3 separate regions of the Ovis aries genome follow, and all the other regions are linked to region 3. The links are chromatin contacts, called in public Hi-C maps. All regions are on one chromosome and are shown on one strand. Each heading gives the region's core, a stretch centred on a gene start, on an enhancer-like site or on the middle of the called end of the contact. The rest is flanking DNA. Distances are from core to core; before and after follow the strand shown. Region 1 holds the start of PDP2 (pyruvate dehydrogenase phosphatase catalytic subunit 2). Region 2 holds the start of CDH5 (cadherin 5). Region 3 holds the start of CMTM3 (CKLF like MARVEL transmembrane domain containing 3).

Evidence for each region. Hi-C and Micro-C count contacts between places; a contact is called where the count stands out from the background.
Region 1: a Hi-C map of tail adipose tissue shows a contact between it and region 3, with 3 times the contacts expected there. The contact joins the promoter of PDP2 here to the promoter of CMTM3 in region 3. A contact is called at or near these places in 4 of 16 Hi-C or Micro-C datasets (hypothalamus, liver, muscle and 1 more).
Region 2: a contact with region 3 is called in a Hi-C map of liver, with 2.8 times the contacts expected there. The contact joins the promoter of CDH5 here to the promoter of CMTM3 in region 3. A contact is called at or near these places in 6 of 16 Hi-C or Micro-C datasets (blood, hypothalamus, liver and 3 more).

The regions. Positions count from the first base shown.
Region 1 is chr14:34,156,351-34,161,254 of ARS-UI_Ramb_v3.0, reverse strand. It overlaps PDP2 (pyruvate dehydrogenase phosphatase catalytic subunit 2), which reads right to left and starts at 2,884. Exons shown (of 2, transcript XM_012189891.5): 1 at 2,727-2,884.
Region 2 is chr14:33,696,353-33,700,861 of ARS-UI_Ramb_v3.0, reverse strand. CDH5 (cadherin 5) reads right to left here and starts at 2,024. Exons shown (of 12, transcript XM_027978028.2): 1 at 1,930-2,024.
Region 3 is chr14:33,921,290-33,926,350 of ARS-UI_Ramb_v3.0, reverse strand. CMTM3 (CKLF like MARVEL transmembrane domain containing 3) reads right to left here and starts at 1,670. Exons shown (of 4, transcript XM_060398374.1): 1 at 1,444-1,670. The coding sequence starts at 1,590.

The DNA.
Region 1 (4,904 bases), core at 1,635-4,134, 230 kb before region 3:
TTAGTTTCAGCTTTAGCATCATTCCTTCCAAAGAAATCCCAGGGCTGATCTCCTTCAGAATGGACTGCTTGGATCTCCTTGTAGTCCAAGGGACTCTCGAGTCTTCTCCAATACCACAGTTCAAAAGCATCAATTCTTTGGCGCTCAGCTTTCTTCACAGTCCAACTCTCACATCCATACAGGACCACTGGAAAAATCATAGCCTTGACTAGATGGACCTTTGTTGGCAAAGTAATGTCTCTGCTTTTCAATATGCTATCTAGGTTGGTCATAACTTTCCTTCCAAGGAGTAAGCATCTTTTAATTTCATGGCTGCAGTCACCATCTGCAGTGATTTTGGAGCCAAAAAAATGCCAACTTTTTCACTCTCCTCTTTCACTTTCATCAAGAGGCTTTTTAGTTCCTCTTCACTTTTTGCCATAAGGGTGGTGTCATCTGCATATCTGAGGTTATTGATATTTCTCCCAGCAATCTTGATTCCAGTTTGTGCTTCTTCCAGCCCAGCATTTCTCATGATATACTCTGCATATAAGTTAAATATGCAGGGTGACAATATACAGCCTTGATGGACTCCTTTTCCTATTTGGAACCAGTCTGTTCCATGTCCAGTTCTAACTGTTGCTTCCTGACCTGCATACAAATTTCTCAAGAGGCAGGTCAGGTGGTCTGGTATTCCCATCTCAGAATTTTCCACAGTTTATTGTGATCCACACAGTCAAAGGCTTTGGCATAGTCAATAAAGCAGAAATAGATGTTTTTCTGGAACTCTTGCTTTTCCATGATCCAGCGGATGTTGGCAATTTGATCTCTGGTTCCTCTTTCTTTTCTAAAACCAGCTTGAACATCTGGAAGTTCATGGTTCACATATTGCTGAAGCCTGGCTTGGAGAATTTTGAGCATTACAGAAAACTAGTCAATCTAATCACACTAGGACCACAGCCTTGTCTAACTCAATTAAACAGCTGCCCAGCCTTGAGCAAATCTTGCATAGAGCACTATGCCATGTTGGGGCTTCCGTGGTGACTCAGACAGTAAAGAATCTGCCTGTAATGCAGGAGACCCGGGTTTGACCCCTGGGTGGGGAAGATCCCCTGCAGAAGGGAATGAGAACCCACCCCAGTATTCTTGCCTGAAGAATTCCATGGACAGAGGAGCCTGGTGGGTTAGAGGAGGAGTCCATAGGGTTGCAAAGAGTCAGACATGACTGAGCAACTAACACAACTTGTATGCCATGTTGGCCAAAAATGTGTCCATCACTATAGTGTTTAAGTAATACTACTGAATTGGACACCGCATACAGAAAATAACAGAGAATGCGCACTAGCTATCATTGATCCAGGTGATGAGCAGAAGCATGCTAGGAGAGACTGGTGAAAAGTAAACCATGCAAAAATTTTCCTCAATAAAACTGGCCAGAGCTTGTTTTACATATAAAGAACACATGCATGCATGCTCTGTAAATTCAGGAAACACGGCTGCCTTATTCACCAGTGGCTCTCCAGTGCCCAGGCCTCAAACACTGGCTAAACACAGCAATTTCAAGAGGTCCCAAAGCACACTAGCTGTCTAGCATCAGACACACAATAACTTCACTTGCCTGAGTTCCAGTTATCCATCTGTGGAATGGGAATACTAGTTTCATAGGGTTTTATGAGGATTTTAAAGAAATATAACCCTTAAGCTCCAAAAAAAGATTATTAGCAATAATCTTTTAGTGTTAGGTGTATCACTGAGGATTTAGAGGTTGGGAGGTTGTTTCCACTATCTCCCTATTTATAAAATACCAAACTGCAATGCCTAACGCATCAACATTTTCCCTACTTAAGTTTTAACCTACTTATTTCCCAAGGCTAGCATCAGTAGGTCAAAGGGTGTAGACTCATCCTGCCAAACTGATTTCCAAATGGTTCACATCTGCCTCCATAAGGCCATGAAGTAAACCCTACACCTTCAACAGCCTCTGGCGGTATTTTTCCTTAGAAAAAAAATTTTAAAGTTGCTCTATTTTACTATTTTCTCTGGAGAACCGAGGTGGGGTGTGGAGCATTTTTTCACTCCACGTGTTTTCGGAATCCCGCCCACAAGTTTTTCGGTCTGAGTATGGAGAACGCCCACATCCAAGGACCGCCCAGTCTCCCCAGCCCACCCCGCCGAACTAGGGGCAGGATTGGTTGGACCCGGCGCGCAGAAGGCGCCTCCCGTGCCCCTCGCCCCACCCCTAGCCCTGCAGAGAAGCTAGGCAGCGTTACCCGACGCAAGGCTGTCTGCCGCAGACCCGACCCAAACAGTTTCGAGTATCTAAAGAAAACAGGTCCCAAAGTCAAGTCTCTGACCCACAGGCTCATAGATACGAGCGCGGCCTCCGGAATCCACCAAGCCCTATCTCCCTCAAACCATGGCGCGGCCACGTCCCTGAGTCCCAGCTTCCCAGTCTATAGATAAGGCTAATTAAGTTGAGATGCTGAGCTCCGAGGGCTAAAACAGCTACTGCGGATGTTAGGGCACGCAGCCAAAGGTCCTACGCCAGGCTGCGAGCCCACGTGGCGCGTGCGCGCGAGAAGGGTGACCGTAGCTGTGACCAAGGCTCTTCCCAGTCCGCCGCGGGCCCGCCCCCTCACCTCACTTCACCTCCGCTCTCCACCCCATCACCTGAGCCGTTGCCGTGGGCTGGAGCGGACGCGGGGAGGCTAGAAGCTTTCACCTCTCACGCTCGCCGTTTTCCCTACCTCGGAGCCACGTCCTCCTCTCACCGGCACCAAGGCCGCCGTGTCCGTCAGTCAGCTTCACGCCCGCAAGCTATACCGTGGCTACCCCTACTCGGGACTCACCTCCGGGCAGAGACCTCTCGTGCTGCTGATCCAGCTGGAGAAGGAAGCATTCTTTTGCCAGCCTTTATTGGTTCATCTGCAGAGGCGGGCCCCTGACGAACAGCGCAATTGTCCAGTGGATGAGGAGAGTGAGAGGGCGGGCTCCAGATGGGCCAAATCCGGTTCCTCCCCCTCTCCCGCCCACCCCACCCAACCTTTACCCACCCGGCCCTCCATCTCTGCGGTTAGGCTTGGCCCTAGGCTTTGAGATTAAGCCTTCTTGTGGCTGAGCTCTCCGACCACGTGACACGCTGCCCGTTCTGCACACCTCAAACAGAGCTGCTGCTGCTGTTAAGTCGCTTCAGTCGTGTCCGACTCTGTGCGACCCCATAGATGGCAGCCCACCAGGCTCCCCCGTCCCTGGGATTCTCCAGTCAAGAACACTGGAGTGGGTTGCCATTTCCTTCTCCAATGCATGAAAGTGAAAAGTGAAAGTGAAGTCGCTCAGTCGTGTCCGACTCCCAGTGGCCCTATGGACTGCAGCCTTCCAGGCTCCTCCGTCCATGGGATTTGCCAGGCAAGAGTACTGGAGTGGGTTGCCATTGCCTTCTCCAAGCAGCCTCTCCCATTTCTCACTGTTGTTGGCTTCCTCTCCATTTCTGTCCTGACCAGTTCAGACCCCTCTACCAGGCGCCACACCCTCCTATATTCTCTTAGACAATCCCCTTAGACGCCTCCCTCGGAGTCCCTATGTATATCTTAAACACAGTTTGCCCTGAACTCATTTTTTCTGCTCAACCTGCTCTTCCCCTCCTTCCCTAACCCAGTAATGGCCCCACCACGTGCTCAAAGACCCAAGCCCCAAGCCTGGGAGTCATTTTGACTCCTCTTCCCTCACCCCCACCCCTCTTCTGTCAGTTATCTGATCCCATTCATCATCTCACCTCCTAAATATCCCTCTAATCCAAATATTTGCCTCCAGCTGCCCTACCACTCTATACAATCTTCTTATCTGGTCGCCCCACCCTGACTTCAACTTGGCCCTAGGCACTCTTCCTCTATCCCTGAAGAAGGAAATGGCAACCTCCTCCAGTATTCTTGCCTGGAAAGTCCCACGGACAGAGAAGCCTGGCGGGCTACAGTTCATGGGGTCGCAAAGAGTCAGACACAGCTGAGCAACTGAGCACACTCTTCTTCTATAGAGCAGGTAGGGTGACCCTTCTACAACTTAAATTGCTACTAAAAAGTCTTCGTTGACTCCCCACCAACCACTGGGCCTTGAACTGACAATTACATTGGCATGACAGTTATCACAATAGTTACTGGTTGGTAGATTGAGAAAAGCTGAGAACCAGGACACACGATACTCCATCTGTCCCTGTGGAATTCAGGTTATAGCCTGCTGCCTTACAAATTGCTTTAATAGAACCTATCTACTACCTATGGTGGGCTTCCCAATTTGTTGTTCAGCACATCAACTCTTTGCAGCACATCAGGCTTACCTAACCTTCACCATGTCCTAGAGTTTGCTCAAACTCATGTCCATTGAGTTGATGATGCCATCCAACCATCTCATCCTCTGTCATCCCCTTCTCCTGCCTTCAATCTTTCCTAGCATCAGGGTCTTTTCTAATGAGTTAGCTCCTTGCATCAGTTGGCCAAGGTATTAAAGCTTCAGCATCAGTCTTTCCAATTAATATTCAGGACTGATTTCCTTTAGGATTGACTGGTGTGATCTTCTTGTTATCCAAGGGACTCTCAAGAGTCTTCTCCAATACCACAGTTAGAAAGCATTAATTCCTCGGTGCTCAGCCTTCATTATGGTCCAACTCTCATATCCATACATGACTACTGGAAAAACCACAGCTTTAACTAAATGGACCTTTGTCGGCAAAGTGATGTCTCTGCATTTTAATACGCTGTCTAGGTTTGTCATAGCTTTTCTTCCAAGGACCAAGGGTCTTTTAATTTCATGGCTGTCACCACCCATAACACTATGGCTATCACCATCCACAGTGGTTTTGGAGCCCAAGAAAATAAGCGCTTCCTAGGTAGGTCAGTGGCAAAGAATCTGCCTGACAAGGCAGGAGACGCAGA
Region 2 (4,509 bases), core at 775-3,274, 230 kb after region 3:
CTCTCAACTGGCAATTCTTTTAGTAGCTTCGCAGACACCACGGAGGTACAGAGGGGATGGAAGTAGCAGGGATGGATTTTTTCCCTGAGCTAGTGGCCATTGTGTCCATTGTGTGTCCTCGGGGTAGCAGCAGAGCTGTGAGTCATCTGGCTTTGGGAGAAGAAAAGCATGGCCCCTCTGGCTTCCTGCCCCCGTGTCCGGCCCTTGTTCAGCAGCACAATCGCTCAGGTCCAGACTGTGGGGCGGGCAGCTTAACCCCTGCCAGGCCAGTGGGCGCCTCACCTACCCCCTCACCACAATTAGTGGGGTAATTAGCGGGGTAAGCCAGAATTGGCGGGGCTGCCTGGGGGCACAGCAGCTCCTGGTCCCCTTGATCTCCTGCTGCCCTCCAGGCTGGGACCCACACGAGGCCGGACTCAGGTCAGTTGGGAGGGTCCTATTGCTCCCCAGTGCCTGAAGGTGAACCAGGGCTCTCAGTCCTGGTACTTACCCCTGGTCCTCAGCATCATTTGCCCTCCCACCACTCCCTGCTCTAAAACCTTCTGGCCACATTGGCTTGTCCAGGTCCATCAAGCTGCCCAGGCTCCCTGCCTCCCCTGGAATGCCCTTCCTCTCCTGTTAGGATCCTGTCTGCCCCTGACCCATGACAGAAACATCCATGGGGTAGGGGGTGGGGAAAAGACATAGTGCTTGGTGCGGAGTCGCTGCCCACAGTGTCTGCTGGAAGATGAGCTGACGCATCCCTCACCTGCTGGGGACTGACCAACCCCAGGGGTCATAACCTTAATGACATTCTAGCCATGGTCAGTTCCAGGTGGCAGGTAAATTCAGCTGTGATTTCTCAAAGCTCTTCTCCTACAATTCATTCCCAGTGCCAGTGGATATATCACCTCCCTTGACTCATGAAAAGACCCTTTCTTCCAGTTTATAGGTGAGGAGGCTGGCATGTGAGCAGCTGTGTGGTTTTGGGAAGAACCTGGGCTTCGGGGTATGAGATCTCACTTCATATCTCAGTTGCCTTGACTGAGAAATGGAGAAGGGCTGTGTCTAACTCATCAGCTTGCTGGTGTGGTATACAGTAATGGGCTCCAGTGCCTCAGAGCCTTCTGTGGCCCTATCTCCAGCCCTTACAATGAATTCTCCTGAAAGAACCACCATCTCCATTGTTCCGACATGCAAACTGAGTTTGGGAGATGCTGAGTAACTTAACCAAAATCACAGAAGCATATGGTCGAGCTGGGACTTGTACCCAGGAAGACGGTCTCCAAGCCAGGCTCTCACCCTAGACCACCTGCCTTCAAGTCTTTGGGGAGAACTTCTCTAAAATATGAGGGCTTCCAGGTCTCTTGGCAACTGATCTACGGGTACCTGGGTGTTCCTGGGTGTTGGGGGCAGAATCCACAGCTCCCGCGGTCTGGGGAGGGAGGAGACAGGATTCCACAGGCAGGGCCTCAAGTACCCAGAGCCAGCCTCAGCGTGCCTGTACTAAAAATGGGGGCAGGGGCTGGCCGGGAGGGAGCCGAGGCTCTGAACTCCCCTTTCGGGGCTCCTCACCCACTCCTAGCACAGAGCCTTTGGGAGAGGGGATGTCAGCCTGGATAAGCCCTCTCTCACGGGAGTAGGGGCGCCGCCTGGGTGCCAGCCTGTTGCCCCTGGTGTGCCGGGAGACTCAGGTGGAATCCTGTCCTCTGAGCATCGGAGCTCGGCACCCACGGATGCCTCTGGGCCCTCAAGTCTGGGAGTCTACCCGTGGGAGAGCTGAGCTTCCCCCTCCCCAAGAACATCCGTCTGTGCCCACCGCACCACCACTAGGCACCCCTTCCCCACCCCGCTCTAACCAGGAGACGCAGGCCACCTCAGGAGCGGCTCTTCCTGGGGGAGTCGCTGATGACCATTCTACAGAGGGGGAGGCCGAGGCCCCTCACTCACCGTGTCCGTGGGCTCACAGTGTATCTGTTCCGTCTGGTTGTCTGGCTGGGGCTGGGCGCACCGTGGAGTGCTGTGAAGCTCAGCCGACAGCCTCTGGAGGGGAGCCCCACCCAGCGGCGAGGGAGGCCTGGACGCCGCCCCTGCAGGTTTTCCAACTGGCCCCAGCCCATGTCCCCCCCCTCCGCCACTCCCCGCCCCCATCAGGATGGTTTCCTGTTATTGTTCATTTGTGAGGGCCGAGCTGGCTGCAGGGAGGCAAGCCCCGCAATGGGCCTGCCCAGGCGGGCTGCCCCCATGGAGGCCTAGTTTCAGATTTGGCCTCGGATATGTCACTTGAACCCCAACCCTAGGCCTCATCTCTGGGGCTTTGAGCCCAGCACCTGCCAAGGGCCTTCATTCATGCTCCTTGTAACCCCAAGGGCTGGTGCCATCACCTGCCTTTTATAGCTCAGGACACAGACCAGATTTTCCCAGGTGACCCCATGACATGTTGGGGGAGGGCCGACTGCAAAGGTGCTGGGGAGGCCTGGGGGGAGCCTCAGAGGTCGGGGCGTGGGGTGGTGGGAGAAAGGAAACAGACCGCAACCCTTGTCTGTGTGCACTGGGTCGGCTTCTTCTGGTGAGGGTGGACCTGGGTTCCAGCTGTGAGGTGCCAGCCTGTTTGGGTTTAGGAATACCGAGTGGAGTCAAGTTCCTTGACTCCACTTTTGAGCTGACCATGGGCCAGTCATGCACCTCCACCCCAGCCTCAGTTTTCTCTGCTGTAAAATGGGGATAATCAGAAATTCAGCCTCACATGGCTGTTGAGTCCAAGATAATGTGGAAGACAAGGGAAGCTCAAGGCAGGACCAGGGACTGTTAGAACCAGGAAGCTGGGGGCAGGAGGTGCTCAGATTCTGCCAGTCATGAGAGTCATAGGGGGAGATTTTACCAACTGCAGAGACTGGGGTCCTACGCCAGTGCAGCTGACTTCGGAATTTCCCGGGGCAGGTAGTGGGAATCTGTGAATACTTGCCCCTATTTTTCCATTGATGGATGAATGGCTGGGAAGTCCCGCATGGGATCCCTTATACAGCTGGACAAACATGAGACCTCAGAGGGAGAGAGCTTTGCCCAGGGGCACTAAGTCAGCGGCCACTGGTGTGGAGATAGGGGAGGGGGAGATAAAGATTTCTCTGTTCCAGGCCTGTTTGAGATGGCTTTTAGACCCGCAAGTGCCCAGGTCAGATTGGCAGTTGGAGAGAGAGGTGAGTAGTTAGATACAGGTGGATGCAGTCTGCCCTGAAGAGAGGTCTGGAAGCCCTGAGCTTATTATGGCTGGCACCGGAGGCCGAGGTGGTGGACGAGCTTACAGGGAGGGAGGCCGCGGCCTCTGAGATCTGTAGGTTCGTTAGGAGAGAGCCCAGGGAAGAAGGAGGGAAGCCAAGAGGTGTGTCTGAAGCCAGGAGGGAAGAAGGATGGTGTCGGCTGGGTCAGCCTGGGAAAGGTGAGGCCTGAGACTTGACCACTGGACATTTGAGGTCATTGATGGATGTGACCAGAGCAGGCCCAGGGAAAGGAGTAGACATGATGGACCGAGGGGACTGGTGTAGGGGACCAGGAAGTGGGGTCGTGTGGTCACCGCTCCTTCCCCGAGACTTGCAGTGAATGGCACAGAGAGATGAGGGGCTTTTAGGTTTGGTTTTAAAGCTCTGCTGACCTGTTTGTGTGCTGAGGGGACTTCAGCAGCAGGGAAAGGAAGGCAGACGTTGCTGGAGAGAGGCTGGTCCGAGGCGGGCCTCTGTGCGGGAGGATGCAGCCCATTCGCTCCCTGTTTGTGGGATCACAAACAAAGGCTCTGCACTTCCTTTTCCAACAGGATTAACTCTGCCTTCTCCTGCCGGGGGTGGGGTGGCCATAGAGGAGCCAGGGCCGGCCAGGGCTCCACCCCTGGTGCCCCAGCCCGAGTGCTCCTCACCCCTGCCCGTGCCTGCTGCCTGCCCTCGTGGTCGACGTGAGGTCGGGCCAGGTCCTGGCGTCCACTTCCTGCTGGGTCTCAGACTCAACCCTGGGGGCAGATGGAGATGGTGTCTGTCCTGACTCCACCCACCAGGATCCCTTGTACTCTCAGTCCACGGGGATGTTGACTCTGCCCTGAAGCCCACTGTTCCTGCTGTCTGTAAACAAGGGAAGGGCTGACTGGGCATATGCCCCCAGGGCGGGCCTGGGGCCTCCACACAGAGGTGGTCCAGGCCCCGGGAGGGGGGCTGGTGCCTCTGAGGATCTTCTGCCTGATTTCTGCCACTGCCAAACCCCGATTCCAATCCCCTCTGGAGGCAGAGGAGGTGACGGGAAGGCACAGGTCAGGAAGGTACCATCAGGAGCAAAGGAGGCAGCCAGTCGACCTGCAGGAAACAAGATGGTCTGCGAGGCCTGATTAGTATCTGGGGAGGGAAGCAACAATGGAGGTGGTGTGGCTGGGCTGGGAACACCCCCCGCCCCCCGCCTCTGCCAGGACAAATGCTGACCAGGGAGGTGGCCCCGTGACATCCTGCTGTGAGAGGTTCAGGCTGTGAGAGGTTCAGGCTTGGGGGCACACAG
Region 3 (5,061 bases), core at 421-2,920:
TCTTGCCTCTTCAGTGCCCATCCCTCATCCGTCCTTCCCCCCCTTTCATCCACCTGGACCTAGGATCTTGGTGCCCAGTTTTGCCAAGGGCCTCCTCTACGCTCTGGCCACCCCTCTTCCACCCATGAGGAGGGCCTGAGTCGGGTGTGTTTGGGGTCCCCTCAGTGGGCCTTGGACTCAAGGCTTCTCTCCACAAATGTGGCTCCTATCAGTCTGCAAAGTGGCCAACCAGGAGGCGACTCCCAGCAGTGTGAGCTGAGTCCGGGATCCGGGTGCCTCATGTGGGGAGTTGGACAGGTGCTGGCTTTGTGACCTCTGAGCTGACCCCAGAGGCAGGAGGAGGCGGTAGGACCGACGCCTGCCATCTGCCCCCTGGGAGCCCAAAAGAGAGGTGGGGACAGAGTCCTTCCTTTGATCCCTGCTGTTCTCAACCATGCTGTCACCTGACCTGCCACTCATCCGGGTCAAATCCCCTAGATGCTGGGGCCTCAGCTTTCCCGTCTGCAAAGTGGGAATAATGACAGGGGTTATCAAATTGCTGGAGATCCAAGTAACAAGTGCTTCTGCCTCATCCCGCCTCCCCGCTAGGCGTCTTCCTTCCCTTCCCACCCCTCCACGGAGGCCAGCTCCAACCCCCAACCCCACAGGCCGACAGTGCGAGGGATTTTCAGAGTGTCCCGAAGACAAAGGGCTGACGGGCGTGGGTGGGGGGTGCGGGAAGAAGGAAGGAGCTCAGTGAGGGTGGGACGGCTGGCGCTGGATCCCAGCGAGGGCGGGGAAGAGGGGGATGAAGTCATCCCCCCCGGCCGCCCCTCCGCAGTCTGGGTGGGGGTAGGCTCCTGCGCGCCCCCCAACCTTGTGGCCAGGGCCTCACCCAATCCCGGGGGGTCGCCCCTCCCGGCTGTCGGGACTCCACTCTGGCTTCCGCCCAGCAGCTCGAGGCCGGGTCGGTCCTCCTTGCGTCCGAGGAAGCGAGCCCAGGAGCCGTGGGCCCACCCTGGGTCGCGAAGGGCCGATGCCTCCCGGGCCCGGCCGGGGCGTGGCGGGAGGTTTTGCGGAGCGGGGTGCCCGTGAGGGAGGCCTGAAGACGCGGGGACGCAGCCCGTCCCAGGGGCCCAGAGAGGGCGGAGGCGCCGGAGGTCACACAGCGCCGGGCTGGGCTCCCCGGGGTCCGGCCGCCGCGTCGGTGAGCCCCCTCCCCGGGCTCCCCTGAGGCCCCCGCATCGCCCGCGACCAGCGCGCGGCTCAGCTTCAACGAGCCCATCCCAAAGGGGGGAAGTTTGCCCAACTCAGCCCAACTCGGGGGGCTGCGAGCGAGGCCGGCGGGCGGGACGCCGGGCGTGCAGACGGCGGCGCCCCCAGCCCCACGCCCGGGGGCTGCAGGCGGGGGCGGCCGCTGGGGGCCGGGCTCCGCCTGGAGGGGGCCGTGGGCGCCGCACTCACCGTCTCCGCCAGCAGGAGGCGGCCTTTGAGCGAGCAGAGGAAGGCGCGCGCCGGCAGGAGGGCACGGAGCCCGGGAAGGGCCGCGCTGGGCTGGGACCGGCCGGCGGGCTCGGGGTCCGGGTCGGGCTCCGGGTCTGGGGGCCACATGGCGGCGGCGGCGGCCGATGCTGAGGCTCGGCCTCGCTCCCTCTCACTCTGCGCCCGGGAGGGAAGCGGAAACCCCGACTGTGCGGAAGGAGAGCGGGGCTAGGCTCGCAGGGCGCGGGGGCGCATCCCTGCCGCTCCGCCCCCTCTCCCGCCCCGCCCCACCCCTCCTCCCTTGCTGGGCTCTTCTCGCCTCCTCGCCTGCAGCCTTCCTCCCTGACTCCTGCCCCCTCCTCTCCTCTCTCCCCTCTTCCGCCCGCCTTCCTCCTCCTCCGCCCCTCCTACCCCTCGAACCTCGGCTGCCCGCACTCCTGCAGCCCGCGCTGGCCCGGGGCTTCCTCAGACCCCCGCCTTCTCCCCTCACCCCTGTCCTGGCGGCCGGAGACCTTCTTATTGCCGCCACCCAACACTCCGTCGGAGCTCTCAAACCACCCCTCCTTGCCCAGAAGACTGTCGGCTTTCGCTGTCTCCCGTCTAACTTCCTGCCCATGCGTGCTGGGGACCCAGGAACTTAGGCCTTCAAAGAGCGAGAAAACTCTGTCTTCCTGCGGCTTTGACCCCCACAGTCAGCTCCCTGCCCCACTCCCTGTCTCTCTCCAGTGGCCACCGCACCCCTCTTTGGCCTGCCCAGCCTCCTGGAGTTTCTTCTTTGGCTGCCCCAGCCCTGGATTCGGCAGCGCCCCCCGCCCCCCATGCCACACAGGCATCTTCATCTGGGAGGACTCCCAAACTTAGAGCTCGGAGCCCCAGCCCCTACACAGCACACACACACGTCTCCATGGAGTTCAGTGTGACCAAGATCCCACCCAAGACATTTTTAATACCCCTGAGCCTCTGCAATGGGCAGTGCCAGTTGCCCTTCTACCCCAAGAGCCAGACCACCCCCCCCCCCCCCCCCCACTCCCGTCTTCACCTCCTTAAGCTTTCTTCTATCTATGTCCACGTGTTAACCACCACAGCCTCCACTAGACTTCAGACAACTCCTCTCTCCTTCCTGGACTGTTGTGAGGGTGTCTTTTCTTTTCCTTTTTACTTTTTTGGCATGTGGGATCTTAGTTCCACACCCAGGGATTAAACCCGCACCCCCTGCCCTGGAAAGCAGTCTTAACCGCTGGACCACCAGGGAAGTCCTGTGAGGGTGCCTTAGGGGGCCTCTCTGCTTCCTCTCTTGGCCCACAGAGGGATGCTTAAGTCATCCGTCACAGTTGCTTCCATTCTCCTCACCTGCAAAGACCTTGATAGCTTCCCATCTTGTTTAGGGTCTTGGTATAGAGTAAAAAGAGCCCCTTGCTACCCTTTCCTCTGTCTCTCCCACCTGTAGAGCTGATTATCTCTTCCATGCTGCTTCTTGCAAAGGGATCTTTGTAAATGTTGACCCCTCTGCCTGGAATCAGATAACAAGGAAGAGAAATGTTATCTGATTAACTCCTCTTTATTCTTCTGTGATCATAACCACATTGTCACTGTCTCAAAGGAGACTTCCGGACCTTCCCAGCTAGGTAAGAGTCATTGGGTCATTTATTTATTCATTCCACACCAGTGCTAGAAGCCCAAGAGGCAGGGAAACCCCAGATTTGTTTGAGGGGGCAGGGTGGGTGGGTAAACACTAAAGGTGTCCAGAGAATCCTGAGTACGATGATTCCTAGTAATAAATGAGTGGCTGGTTGGAAGAGCAGCCAAGCAGCCTGTGTGGAAGAAAGGACTGAGCTAAGAGCTAATCACACAAGAGGAGGAGCCAGACTGTAGAAGACCAGGCCTTGGGGTTTAGATTTTACTCCAAATTCTCTGGGAGGTGGTCAGGTGAAGATTAGAATAGAGGATGACCTGGTTCTGATCTGTGTTAATTAAACACTATTCAATACTAACTCAGTAAGAAGAAGACAATCCAGTTTAAAGAATGGGCCAAAGATTTGAACAGACAATTCAACAAAGGTATATGAACATCCAAGAAGCACATGAAAAGATGTTCGATATCATTAGACATCTTAGAATGTGAATTAAAGCCACAATGAGATCACATTGTATTATACTCCTATCAAAATGGTTTTGTAAAAGGGGATGCTGCTATTTAAGTGCTGGTGAGGATGTGAACCAACTGGAACTGTCAGACACAGATAAGGGTGGCAATTGTTATCCCCCCTTTGGAAGACAGCTTGACAGTTTCTTAAAAAGTTAAACAGAGGAATGGATATAGAAGATGTACATATATACAGTGGGATGCTACTCAGCCATAAGAAGAATGAAATAATGCCATTTGTAGCAACATGGATGGACCCACAAATTTTCATACTGAACAAAGTAAGAAAGAGAAAGACAAATATCTTATGATATCACTTATATATGGAGTCTAAACTATGGCAGAAATGAACTTATTTATGAAACACAACAGACTCAGACATAGAGAACAAGCTGGTAGTTGCCAAGGGGGTGGAGGAGAAATGGGTTGGGAGGTTGGGATTAGCAGGTGCAAACTATTATCTAGAGAATAAGCAAACAAGGTCCAACTGTGCAGCACAGAGAACTATATTCAATATCCTTTAATAAATATAATGGAAACCAACATGGAAAATATATACATGTGTGTATAACTGAATCACTTTCCTGTACAGCAGAAAAACATTGTAAATTAACTTTTTTCAATTAAATAAAAAACTTAAAAAAAACAGTGAAACAGAGATCTACCATATGACCCAGCCATTTTACTCCTAGGTATTTACCCAAGAGAAATGAAAGCACACGTCTCTACAAAGGCTTGTAGACGGATGTTTATAGTAGGCCTATTTTTAATAGCTCCCACTGGAAATCACCCATGGTCCATCAGCAGGTAAAGGAATAAACTAACCATGGGATGTTTATGCAATGGCATACTTCTCAGGGATAAAAAGAAATAAATGATTGACACATGCAACAATATGGATGCATTTTGCAAATATTGTGTTGAATTAAGAAAGTCAGACTCGAAGGGATGATACTTTTGAATCCGTTTTGGTGGGATTTTAGTACAGGTGAAATGAACCTATGGTGACAAAAGTCAGATCTGTAGTTACCTGGGGGCATGAGGAAGCTTTCTGGGGTGCTGGAAATGTTCTTTATTTTGATGGGGGTGATGGTTTTACAGGAACTTACATTTGTCAAAACACACCAAACTGTACACTTGAAATGGGCGCATAGGATTTCATGTAATTCATATCTCTCATACTGAAGGGGTTCTGAGGAAAAAGAAAATATAGGGACTGAGTGGAGTGCCTGAGACGGCGCAGGAGAGGGCAAGCAGGGACAGGTGGGTGCCCTTGCGTGAGGTGACCTGTGACCACTGTGCACCCCCTGCAGGCTCTGAGCTCCCCGGGGGGCCTGTCCTCATGGCCCGTCCCATCCCAGAACCCATCACACAGGATGCACTAAGAAACGTCAGCTGTGGAATGAAGTGGGGTGGCCCTTTTCCTTTTATATTCTCTGTGTAAGGAATATTTCCTC